Regions from separate parts of the Mus musculus genome. Here region 1 is linked to region 2. The links are chromatin contacts, called in public promoter capture Hi-C maps. All regions are on one chromosome and are shown on one strand. Each heading gives the region's core, a stretch centred on a gene start, on an enhancer-like site or on the middle of the called end of the contact. The rest is flanking DNA. Distances are from core to core; before and after follow the strand shown. Region 1 has its middle 360 kb from the start of Gm25387. Region 2 holds the start of Fancl (Fanconi anemia, complementation group L).

Region 1 (6,702 bases), core at 1,827-4,326, 580 kb before region 2:
CTTTTACTTTCTTCCCATTCTTGAGAAAAATGAAAGCCTTAGAGTGAAGGGCATGTTTGGGACCCTGAGTAGGTCACAGTTCCAAGCTGTAATTTCAGCAGACAAATTTGTTTGATTCCTCAAGATAATAAAAGAAGACACTTGGTTCAAAGTTTCAGCTGTCCGTCATGTTGATCTTCAGTGTCTTTGTGGTCTAGCCCAGCATGCTCTAACACTATAATACACAAACATTAACTTTAGAGGGATACTTGTTTCCAAAGCTCCATAGAGTCTTCTGCCCTGAATGTTGGTCTTTCTGTGCATGTTCTCTTTCTGTCTACAAGACCATCTCTACAAATACTTCCCTAAACATCTCCATTGCCAATACTCACCATTTTCTCAATCCTGCCCTTGCAGCCTGTGTGACTCATTATAGCACAGGGTGTCTGATCATTTTGTCAGACAATTCAACTATTTCAGATATCTTTTTCACCTTTGGTTATAAAATCATTTCTAAGTATAACAGCTCATTCAGCATAGGCCTGAGCAATAATTACCTACCATATTTCTGGACTATTATGTGGATGACTGTTTGAGTACCTAGAGTATGCCTAGCTATACGTGTACTCCACTGTGGTTGACCCCCAAATGGGCCACCCAAGAGGATGCCATTTCTTACACAATTTCCTCAACAGTACTTCTCATAAGAAGACTATGGGGGCATTTCTTTGCCACAGCAAAAAGCCAACAGAGTATTCTGATCTTACCACCCACATATCCAAAGCCTCTGTCACTGGCATCATTATACTGTCAGCAGGTCTCTTCACTCATGGACCAATGCTAAGCCTATTTCCTTAGATAACGTATCCCAATAGAGGAAAACAGTTCCAAACTCAGCACTTCTCAACATGAAGGTCAAGCACTGGGTGCTGTGCCCTGAACTCTGGATTTGGAGACCTAGTTCCACCCATAGTCTTGACCCGTCAAAAAGTCTTCAGAACTCATCTGTGGATAACAGCTATGACTATGGGATCCAGTTGACCACTGAAACAGCACTTTAAAGAATCAGGGCTACAGTAGAGCATGTAGAAATGTCTGGTATGAATTATTATTTAATAAGTCAAGGCTATTGTCAAGGTTAATATGTCAAGGTTATAACACAATATTTAATAAATAAATACATCTACATACAGCTACACCTCTTAAGTATTAATTTGGGAAATTCAAAGAATGACTGAGTCCAAGGTGTGGTCTGAGCTCTATTGACTGTTGAAATTTCAGTCTGAAAAGTAATCTAAAGTCCTTCAGTTAGTTTTTGAAAGACAAAACAGCCATCTTGGGGAGGCAGTAAGGGTGTCCTCTCCCTTCCCTCCGGAAGCAGAGGCTCTGAGGCTGCCAGGTAAATGGCACACACACATTGCATAGAGCATATCTCCACAGGCCCCATAGCAACGACTTTCAACTCTTTTCCTCTCCTGATTTGCTCTTTCTCCCTCTATCACTAGCCCTGATCAATGCAGCAGGTCAGCCTGAAAGAATGGACAGCCTCCAAGCCACATACATTTAAACCACTTTAATGCAAATATTGATCTTAGGAAAAAGGACACAGAATGGGCTCCCACCCCCTACATACACACACTTTTTAGTGAACGTGCCTTTTTCCTAGGGTTCTACTACCCATAATAAAATAAATCCCGTAGAGCAGTATTCTAGCATCTTTTATTCACAGGAATGCAGAAGTCACCCAAGAGATGGGCCAAATTCAATGCCAAGTATGCAAACCTCCTTTGTAGGTACTTTGGTAGACTATTGAGTCATATTCTCTTAATCACGCTTGGAACCCTTCTCATATTTCCTAGGGGAGCTATTCTGGTCCACACAAAGGCACACTATCAGAGTGGGTGTGGTATTTTGAATCACAGGAGTAGTTGTGCAACACCCATGTCCACTATTCGAACATTTATTTCTTGTGTACCCAAGATTATCAAAGCATTGTAGCAGAAAGCCACTGTCCAAGAGGCAGAATTAGCAACAGCGTCCAAGTAGGAGCTGAAGCCCAAAAGGAGAGAGATCAAGGGCAGGAAGGAATTCTAAGGGCCACTTTGAAATTCGAAACTAAAAAGATCTGATATTCTATCTGTAGGCATTTTCAGGCTAGAATAGGGTGGCGGTTGGGAGGGGGAGAAAGGAGAAGAAAAACTGCGTGTACAAAGAAAGCTTGCTTGGCCTGTGGCCAAGAAAAGAGGCATCACAAACTGGGAGGAGTTTGAAGGCAACACAAAAGAACCTAGAGCCAAAGGACAGAGGGGGAGACAACCCAACTTAAAAGCTCTGGGCCAATGCTGGTTGCTTCAAAGCCGTGCTAGCTTCTTATACATGTTTGTCTCCCCCAACACCAAGGGTTTGTCACTGCTGTTGTCATCTCCAGTGACTGGAAAGCAAAATAAAGCTGCACAGGCTCCCCCACCTCTACTGAGATGGCTTCAGACATGGAAATAGCCCAGTACAACCTTCACCACAAAGGAGCGTTCCTCTCTCGCTTCCCTTTGCTCCCTGAGACGCATCTTTATGCAAAGGGGCAGATGTCATCATGACAGGGACCAGGAGATGTGTACATCAGGTGGACAGAATGTTCACTGTGGGCTTATCAGCCTAAAAGCTGCAGATAACTGGAGGTGAAGAGAGAACTGAGTGGTATGCAAAGTGGGAGGCCAGCTAGGCAGAAGGAAGCCTTTGACCTTGGAGAGGCGAGGCGGAGTCGTACCAAAGTGTAGGGTGGGAGTGGGGGAATGGAATGAGGAATTCCGTGCTGTAATATATTCTGGTAAAAATGGGGCTGTCATCTTGAGCTACAAGTTAGAAAGTTATTACTTTTAATATGCCACTACCTTAGGCCTATACTGTTATGTAAAAGAAAAATAACCTTGTGTGACAGTTTAACATTGATCGATGTGCCTGCCAAACGCGAAGAGATAAATAAGCAGGTGATGAATAAACACCACTTCAAGTAAAGACATTACGCCGCATGCATAAAACGGCGCCAGGCACCTAGGAGCTGTGGGTGGCCGAAGGTTGGCCATTTCATGCCCACTCAGTAAAGCAGACTTAATCGCTTCCAATATTTTCTGTTAAAAAGCACGCTTAATGAGCCAATTTCACAAGCCCAGAGAAACTGATTATTATCTCCGAGTTCCAACAGAGTTGGTTGTTTTCCAAGAGCCAGCTCTTTTTTTTCCTTGATGGGATAAAATCCTTTTTTAAAAGAGAGAGAGAAAAGAGAGAGGGGTGCCAGAAGAGAGAGAGAGAGAGAGAGAGAGAGAGAGAGAAGAGAGAGAAGGGGGAGTGAGAGAGGGAGGGAGGGAGAGAGGGAGGGAGGGAGGGAGGGAGAGAGAGAGAGAGAGAGAGAGAGAGAGAGAGAGAGAGAGAGAGAGAGAGAGAGAGAGAGAGAGAGAGAGAGAGAGAGAGAATATGTGAGCCAAGGAGCCAGCCTGAGGGCACAGACTCCTGCTCACCAGGCAAGAATGGCCGCTAGATGGCAGTGTTACCCTGCAATCTGCCCCAGGGCCCAACTAGGTCTGGACAGAAAGCTAGGAGGGTAATTAAAGCTCAAAGCAGCCGCCTGAAGAGTTCACACCCTACCACAGTGCAGGCCCTTTGTCCAGTTTCTTCATGCCCAAGCAGCTAGAAGGCAAGAGACAAAGGGACAGCCCCCAAAGGCCTCCGTCCCTCTAACAAGCAAGGTTTGAGCATTGCCTGCTAGGCTTCCTTTCTTTGGGTGCAAGAGTCCTTTCTCTGGTGACATATTTACACGGAGAGCTTGGCCATCACTGTGTACCTTACAGGATGAAGCAGACGACTACTGGGGGCAAAAATTCCAGAAGACAGAAATCTCACCTTTACCTTTTTTTATTTTTTTCAGGAGAGTGGCCCCTTTTCTTTTCTTTTCTTTTCTTTTCTTTTCTCCTTTTCTTCTCTTTTTCTTTTCCTTTTCCCCTTTTCTCTTCTATGCACTTTGCACACTCCCCCGCCCCCACAACGTTTGTTTTTGTTTGTTTTTGTTTTTGTTTGTTTGCATAGTTTCAGTAAGAGGTCTACAAAAATGGATACGAATAGGGTGGAAAATGGATACGAATAGGGTGGAGGGAAAGAGAAAGACAGTGCCCATGATGGTGAGAACAGGAACATATAACACTTTGTGTTTCTGACTGAGTTCATGAGAAGGCAGCTCACTGAAGGCCTGAGAAGTACTTTTCTTTCTGGTTAGAAGTTGCTCCTGTAATAACAGACTATGACAGAAAAGCATTCGTATTTTCTCGCCTTGTTTTATAAAATGACAGGTGCATAAGGAAACAAACACCCAAAGATGGAGGGAAAGGTGTGTGTTTGCTTGCTTGTGCTTGGTGAGGTCCAGCTCGCCAAGGCTAGCAAGGACCCTTGAGGTCTTTTGCCTGTCCTTTTGTCTCCAGGATGACACCTGCCCAGTGAGGCTCTTGAGTAACTTCTCTGCTTCGGGTGCCTTCTCCAGTCACCTGTGGTAAATACGCTCTGGAGTTGGTCCTTTCTACAGTTCCGTTTCTGTTTTATCCCTAGCATCTCTGCTTTGCTGCTCTACAGAAGCAGACTCCAAGTGGTATTTTCTCTGAAGCTTCTAAATGCTCCTCAGACGTCCTGATTCTTCTCTGTAATGGACCAATCGTTGCTAAGCATTACTTCATTCTTCTCTCATAGGTGTCTAGAAGTAAAAGATAAGAGCCGAGAATTATTTTTGCTCTATTGCTAACTCTCTTCTCCTTTGAATCATCAGAGACAAAATTAACCTCAAAATTCATGAATTTAATACTTCTGTCACACATCTTGAGAACATTCTCTTACAGAAAAAGAACACACATCAATTATTTGGTTAGCTGATAAGAAATGAAAGGCCAAGTTTGGAAAATGTTCAAGTTTTCTATGAATATTCATAAATAATGAACTTGCATCTCAAAATTTTCGCATCACAAAAGTTAAAAGAACATACATAGTAAGTGATATCTGAATGTATCATTTCTGAGAGGGGAGGGTCCCCCAGACGTCCACTGTCTTTTCCCACAACAGTGTGTTAGGCACTGTGAACAGAGCCTGGGTCTACTGTCCTCGAGCACACTGGCTGGTGGCTTCAAAACAGTAATGAGGTCAAGGAGAACGGTCTCCAGAGTTGGTCCCTTGCCTGGACCTAGGAGGTCCTTGATGGCTGCTGGACTTAATTAGTTGAAGAGCCAGGAAAGAATAATCGTGTTGCCTAGGGCTGCCACAAATGGATACTGTACACCAGCTGGCTTGAGAAGACAGAGACTACCTTTTTTTTCACCATTTTGGTAGTTTCAAGTGTGCAGTGTTCAGTTCTGAGGGAAAATGCATTCCTTTCCTGTGTTCAAGCTTCCAGAGGCTGCCAGCCCTGGAAAGTTACCACGTGACATGTCAGGTGGGGTAGATAATTCATAAGATGGTGGCAATAATCACGGTACCTTGTAAATCAAATGCTAATTTGCAAGCCTTAAATACATATAACTTGTAAAATGGATATTTATTAATAAGGGGATGGTTTGCAATTCAATCCAGCTCTGAGGTCACTTGCAGCAAGAATGCTGGAGGATACGGCATCCCAAAAACTTCGGATCATGCCTCCCAGTCAGTAAGAAAGATGAGAGGGTCAATTCGAACTCTTCTACATGCTAGTTGAACCTGCACCATTTGTTGAAAATGCTGTCTTTTTTCCACCAGATGGTTTTAGCTCCTTTGTCAAAGATCAAGTGACCATAGAAGTGTGGGTTCATTTCTGGGTCTCCAATTCTATTCCATTGATCTACCTGTCTGCCACTGTACCAGTACCATGCTGTTTCTTATCACACTTGCTCTGTAGTACAGCTTGAGGTCAGGCATGGTGATTCCACCAGAGGTTCTTTTATTGTTGAGAATAGATTTGCTATCCTAGATTTTTTTTGTTATTCCAGATGAATTTGCAAATTGCTCTTTCTAACTCTGTGAAGAGTTGAGTTGGAATTTTGATGAGGATTGCATTGAATCTCTAGATTGCTTTCAGCAAGATAGCCATTTTTACTATATTAATCCTGCCAATGCATGAGGATTGGACTTCAGAGACTTGAAGTTCTTATCATACAAATCTTTGACTTCCTCAGTTAGAATCACACCAAGGTATTTTATATTATTTGTGACTATTGTGAAGGGTGCTGTTTCCCTAATTTCTTTCTCAGTTTATCCTTTGTGTAGAGGAAGACCACTGATTTGTTTGGGTTAATATTATTTCCAGATACTTCACTGAAGTTTTTTTTTTTAATCAGGTTTAGGAGAATGGAAATTAATCCATTCTTATGTCCTTGTACAAAGTTCAAGTCTAAGTGGATCAAGGAACTCCACATAAAACCAGAGACACTGTAACATACAGAGGAGAAAGTGGGGAAGAGCCTCAAAGATATGAGCACAGGGGAAAACTTCCTGAACAGAACAGCAATGGCTTGTGCTGTAAGATCAAGAATCCACAAATGGGACCTTATAAAATTGCAAAGCTTCTGTAAGGCAAAGGACACTGTCAATAAGACAAAAGGCCACCAACAGATTGGGAAAAGATCTTTACTACTTCTAAATCCGATAGGGGGCTAACATCCAATATATGCAAAGAACTCAAGAAGTTGGACTCCAGAAAACAAAATAACCTTATTAAAAATG
Region 2 (6,800 bases), core at 1,286-3,785:
CCAATAATTACTATTTAGCTATTTAAGCCAAGAATCTAGTATTGAAAATCTGAAATATACAAAACCAATGCAGAGACCCACAGCCAAATATCAGATGGAACTTGGGAGTCTTGTGAAAGAGTTGGAGGAAGGATTGTGGGACTTGGAGGTACAGAGACTCAGGTCTCCACAAGAAAACCAAAAGGTTCAACCAACCTGGACCCTTGGGGGGCTCCAAGAGACTGAACCACCAACCAAAGGGCATACATGGGCTGGATCTAGGCCTCCATACACACATGTTTAAGAAAAGTGCAGCTTGGTCTTCACATGAGTCCCTCAACAACTGGAAAGAGTCCTGCCCCTGACTCTGCTGCCAGCCTGTGGATCCTGTTCCCTTAACTGAGTTGCCTTGTCTGATGTCAGTGGGAGACAATGTGTCTAGTCCTGCAATGGCTTCAGGTAGGTGCCGGGTGGGCTGGTTCCTGGGCAGAAGGGAGCAGCTCCCCTCCTCAGAGGAGAAGAGGAGGGGGGGGGGCTATGGGGGGGATGGGGAGAGTAATCAGGATGTAAAGTAAGTGAAGAAATAAATAAATAAATAAATAAATGGGAAAAATGGAACTAAAATGAATGAATGAATGAATGAATGAATGAATATGCAGTATATAAGTGAATGTGTAATGGCCCAAAGAACCTCACCGAAAAGTACTCGTTAATTTCAAAAGAAGATCTGGCAGAAGCCACACTAACCTAGTAACTGGCATTATTAATATCAACACTGGGAGTAGTTGACTTCATGTGCCTTGAAGGGAACACAGGACAGTTTCTGGGATGCCCCTGCCCAAACACATTCCCAGAATTCAATGGTGAGAAAATATCAAACCTAATAAGCTTAACTCTTAAAAATAAAATTCAAGTTAATAAAAACACAGACTAAGAACTGCTCCAAAAGAAGAGATAAGATAATTAAATACTCCATGAAATTTTACACCGCATAGCAGTTGTAGTAACTGTACTGAGGTTAGGTTTGAGTGGACCCTTGTTTTATGAAATGAGTGCTAAATTATTTAGAGATAAAACAGCAAGAAACGTATCTATGATTTAATCTCAAAGGGTAAGGTAAGTGTGTGCACAGGACCAACCACAATCACACTCAGGATAAAATCAGTTGTGCTGGATAGCTTTTAGACAGTGCTTAAGACTCAAAGGCATGCTTAAGGAATAAAAAATTAGAAATTACCTACATCGAAGGCTAACGTATTTCCGGTCTAATCTTATGGCTATAATTGTTTTCTAAAGTGCTATTGGAGATACAGACAAGTGATGTGAAACACTTGTTTCTGCCTGTCCTGTGCAACACTTGCCTGGCATGTGAATGGCTGCAGGTTCAATTCCCAGAACAGATGTGCACATGCATGCGCACAAATTCATTCTCTCTCTCTCTCTCTCTCTCTCTCTCTCTCTCTCTCTCTCTCACGTTTCTGAATGTTTCTGTAAATGTGAAAAACATTTTAACTGGATATTTCAACAGTTAAGCAAAAGGTGGCTAACTCATTTCCATCTATAATAAATTTTAGCCATTCTTTAAAGGTTCACATGGTTTGAAAATCCCTAAGGAAGTCCATGCTTCCTGTGTGTATATTTATCACAGAGAATTTTCTTAACTCCCAGGAATGTTTAGGGACAAGTGTTACTATTTAGAAAATCTGGTATCTGCTCAGCATTCTAGAGGTTGTTGCTTCAACACACGTGGAAATTAATGACTCCTGTCATTAAAGGGCAAGTTACACGTAGCTGAGTTTAATATTCAGAGGAAAAGTCCATAGTCAAAATCTTAAATTAAGGTAATTTGTTGTACCATGGGGGGGGGGGGGGGGGGGCCCGCTGGGGTGAGATTTTCTAAACAGTAAGAGTTTCAGAGGTAACTGACACCATCATAGTCAAGGTAGTCTCTCTAGATTTCCCAGGATCTGATTTCAACTATAAAATAATGGGGTTTGGATTTTTCTGTTTGTGTAGGTTCGGCTTAATAGTGGACCCTGAGTGCTCTATAAATCAAAATCGTAAGTGTAGTAACACACCGCCGTGATGAACTCTGGTTAAGACCTACAGAACTGCACCTCCCTCTTCCACCACCAGCCAGGCACCGGCGAGCCGCCCCGCCCACCCTGTGTCGCGCGGCGTCGCCACCTAGCGACCGCGCATGCGCAGAGTATCGGCGCTACTTCTCCAGGCTCTGCTACACTCTCCCAGCCAGGCAGCCGGAGACGCCGCGGTCAGGCTTTGCCACGAGTGACAGGCTCTCGCGCGACAGAACGACCCCTCAGGGTACCTGAGCCGAAATGAATCCCTCATACACAGTTTTCTCCCGGTTCTGAGGAAGTAGCAGCGGGAAATGGCGCAACAGGCTTGCTTCTGCTTCGTCCATGGCGCACAGGAATGGCCGCCGCACATGCGCAGTCTGCAAAGGGACGGGGCGGAAACCCGCTTCGGCGGGAAAAACTAACTGGTGGGTACGCTGCCCTGACCTGGACAATGAACTGGGCCAACTGGTCTGCTTAGTAGCAGGAGAAAGCAGGAGAAAGGAAGATCACTCACAAGTCCACAGGCCTGACGGTTCAGGATTATTCTGACCTTGACTGTCAAAAAATAAAACTAGCAAAATCCTCTTGTTGATTTCATTGAAGACTGATGCAACTCCAAAGCTGACTTTCCTACTTTGACAGGGCATTTACAGTGTGCCCATAGCATACTGTTTTTACCCTGAACCTGCCCCATCACCTCTCCTGTTCTTGCGTTTGCTCTGGACTAGATCTCCTGTATACTCCCAGTATACCCTTCAACCAAATGCATATGTAAATAAATTGTACATTCAATACATCATGTATATTGTATGCTGATTCAGTGTTGTACTGTTTTTAATTAGATATATTTAAAGGAAGCCCATAGAAATTGTGAGAGATTCAATTTATTCTTGAGGTGGTAGACTGACAAAATTTCCTATACATTCTGGTAACTTAGAAATGGTTACTCATTCACTCATTTCTAAATATAGATTTAAGAAAACGTGGGGGGAGGGGGTGTTGATTGTGTAAGAAACTTGTTAATAGTTACCATATGATAATTTGGCATTAGAATAAGTCACTTTTGATTCTACTATTTTTAAGATCACTGTAATATGTTAGTAAGTAAGATTGTGCAAAGATGAATAAGATATTCTTCCTATTCTTATTGCCCTCATTGAAGATTGGATTTTAAAAGATTAATAGATTGGCAGAATTTGTCACAATATTCTGAATGCTTGAAGAACACAAGAATGTTGTACTTGTTACACTAAGACTGTGGTTCGCAACCTTCTTAGTGACCCCCCCCAACCATAAAATTATGTTGTTGCTTCTTTGTAACCGTAATTTTGCTACTGTTATGAATCACAATTTAAGTGTTTTTGGAGAACCAGTATGATAAGACTTTCTCAAAATGTGACTCAGATTGCAGTGTTGTCAGCACTAAAAAAAAAAAAAAAAAAAAAAGGTACACAACTTTATACAAGTGTTACAGCTCTGAGGAGAAAGGTTTCCCCAATGCAAGTGTTGCAACTCTGAGGAGAAAGGTATCCTGGCAGTCTGGAGCCAAAGAATATTACACAATCCCACAATACAACAGACCTCACACAAGAAGATTATTAGAAAAAATACAGGAGGATGGCTGCATCTGCTTGGGGAAAAAGCAGCAAAGAACTAAGCTAGAAACAGGCTTTACACAGGGATTCTTTGGGAGTTTTTCAGGGTGGGGATTGGTGGGACTCCAAGTTTGAGTTTTAGGCTATCTCAGGGATTGGTGGGTTTTCAAGCAAAGGGATTGGTAAGTGAGCTAGGACACTTTTTTTTACCATACAATTAAGGAAACAAAAGTTTACCACTGAGGGATTCGGGGCATACAACCTTGGCATTTGAATAAACAACAAAACCTAGATCAATCCAATCACCTCTGGCCCCCCACAGCAGCTCCTGAAATACTCACTTCAGATTGCCTTCTTTATGCCTGGAATAAACAACTCTCCCTGACTCTGAAGAGGCAAGGACAGGGAAAAGAAGCTACATATGAATTGCTAAAATTGCCCCAGTTTGTAACTATTAGATCATACCTCCTTAGTATAGTCATACTGTCTTATTAAAAAAAAAAAAAAAAAAAAAAAAAGGTTTCTATGTTGCATTGAATCTCAGTTTGTTAGTTTTATATGCCATAGAAATTGTACTAAACAAATTTTATGCTTTTGTTAATTTGTCTGAAAATTTATGTACTCTTTTATTTTTCTGGATTTTCATCATGTATCATTTTAACCCAGCATTAATTCCTCATGTCCTCCTAAAGTGTCTGAAATAGAATTTTTTTCTCAGCTCATGCTAAATAGAAATGAAATGCAAAAGAAAACAACTTTACCCATGGGAAACTTGTACAACGTTTTAAAGGCTTTTTTACTGTTTAACTTATTGAAAAAAAGATGCTACTGTGGTACTTGATCTAGCAGCTACTGTTCTTTGGGTTAGATAGAGTCTTGTGTTTGGTTTGTTTGTTTGTTTGTTTGTTTGTTTGTTTGTTTGTTTTGCTGTGTACTGGGAACATCAAAGTTTTCTTTATATTCTCTCAAGAGATGTGCTATAGTTTTATTTATTTTTAGCACAATGTACATTGACTTAGCATCTGTCTCCTTACCATGGAATAATGGGACACTTGAGTGCTCGTCAACATAAGTGATTATTTTTATAGTGAATATACCTAAGAGACATTGAACTTAAACAGGATATTAGGAGACCTGTAAGCTCCAGCTTACAGATGATTCTTTCTTACATTCACAAAAGTAATTCTTCACCATTGAAATTTCTTCTCTCAGGGAGCTCAATAAAGGTCATCAAATCCAAGACATATGTGGGTAAAAGAGTCCCATAGACCTAGCACTTGTAAATAGCTAATCAGAACTGGCAAGATACCCAGTGAGATAGACGAAAACTGTGGAGCAACTTCTGAAAGTAGCTGAAATGTCTATAAATGCTCAAATGGCTCAGCAGACATTCATATACAGCATCCCAGTACAGTACTGGAAATGATATTGCCTTCCATGTAAATGATGAAGGGGTTCGTGCAAATCAATCAAGGGAAACTCAAGATGAGTTCTTAGCAGCACTTTTCTACCATGATTCAGTCTACCTCTTAAAAACTGGTATCAGGCACTTGTCTGCCAAAGTAACTCTGTGGATAGAATGAGTCTCTTTGTCCACTGCCTCATCACTGCTGCTACCTCCAACTCAGCTTAGCAGCCACTTGAACTGCCAGCCTTGGTTGGCCACCAGCTCCCCTCCTCCCACAGGGCCATCATGATAGCAACTACTTGCTAAAGCTGCAATGATCTTCCAGTTTCTCACATAGGTAACTGCAGTGTCTGCCAGTGTTCTGCCTCTAATTTGTGTGTTATATGAATTCCAGACCAAAGGCTAAAAGTAAAGATATTTCTATATTCCTCACACACCCCTAACTCCAACCTAAAGATTCCCAAATTCTGGTAGTAGGGTCCCTGTGGTGTGTTTAACAACTCTACAAATGAATGTAATATATGCTGAAGTACCATCTGCTCGGTCATGCAACTCAGTTATTAAGAATGTTTCCATTATGCACTATGTGATGGGGATACATTTAAAGCTGTTCAAGAGTGGACCATACAAGATTAAGAAGATGTGTAATCTCATCCAGTATTTATACCTTTTTTGTTAAGACTTGCATTTTCAGTACTTCAGTATTTCGCACCACCATGCTTTTCATGTGGAAACTTTAACTTTCCTTGAACATTGTTCTTAGTTGCTCTTTGTGGGAATTTTTCTTGTCTCCTGAAATTATTGCTATGCCCGACCACTTAATATATTCCCTGGTTCAGCCTTAACTAATTGTGAACTGTCTTATTCTACTCAGGCTGCTCTCAGAAAAGTACCATAATTTGGGTAGCTTCTGAGCCAAAAGAGATTTATTTCTTGCTGTTTCCAAGTAGAAGAAGCTAAAAATCAAGGCTTAAGTTCTACATTTGATACCCATGATATCCATTGGAGGGTTTCCCTCAAGATACTAGTCATTTCCCTTAATCTATGTCATACTTACTGCTGTCATTGAGTCCTTGCCTCTGAACTCTCATTATTAAATTAATAAGAATTTCCCAAAATTCTATTAATGAACACTATCTCATTTTTAAGAGAAATAGTCTTGTTATTTTCATGGTGAATAAATGTCTAAATGAGCATTTTCCAAAAATAAATCCAGTAAGCTAAAGAATCTATCTGCTATCAAACAAAACAAAACAAGAATATTGCATAAAGACTTACTAATTCAATGGTCCAACCACTGTGCTGAGGTGTTCTAGACTGGGAATTTACACCATCATCAGTACATTATTGTAAGCTATTGTTTACAAGAAGCACAATAAGAACTGCTGAGAATACTCAACATATCTGAACATCAGAAAACAAAGGAATTACTTTTTTAATTAGATATTTTCTTCATTTACATTTCAAATGCTATCCTCTAAGTCCCCTATACCCTCCCCCCACCCTGCTCCACAACCCACCCACTCCTGCTTCCTGGCCCTGGCATTCCCCTGTACTGGGGCATATGATCTTCGAAAGACCAAGGGCCTCTCCTCCCATTGATGGCCAATCAGGCCATCCTCTGCAACATATGCAACTAAAGACACAGCTCTGGGGGGTACTGGTTAGTTCATAATGTTGTTCCTCCTATAGGGTTGCAGACCCCTTTAGCTCCTTGGGTACTTTCTCTAGCTCCTT

What was found. Promoter capture Hi-C pulls out the DNA fragments that hold promoters and counts their contacts.
Region 1: a contact with region 2 is called in a promoter capture Hi-C map of hippocampal neurons, with 2.1 times the contacts expected there. The contact joins the enhancer-like site here to the promoter of Fancl in region 2. A contact is called at or near these places in 7 of 39 promoter capture datasets (the C10 cell line, cranial neural crest, embryonic stem cells and 3 more), 3 of 115 datasets of contacts at active chromatin or transcription factors (astrocytes, embryonic limb bud and embryonic stem cells) and 2 of 9 other capture datasets (adipose tissue and liver).

What each region holds. Positions count from the first base shown.
Region 1 is chr11:26,958,610-26,965,311 of GRCm38.p6, reverse strand. No RefSeq gene overlaps it. Among named protein-coding and RNA genes, the nearest start is that of Gm25387, 360 kb to the left of the region's middle. Within about 2 kb of position 3,076, at least 31 of the 459 cell types and tissues checked have an H3K27ac peak or open chromatin away from gene starts, as enhancers often do. A contact at or near this core is called in hippocampal neurons, where this site is marked.
Region 2 is chr11:26,382,819-26,389,618 of GRCm38.p6, reverse strand. Fancl (Fanconi anemia, complementation group L) reads right to left here and starts at 2,535. Exons shown (of 14, transcript NM_025923.3): 1 at 2,309-2,535. The coding sequence starts at 2,404. It also overlaps the pseudogene Gm18324.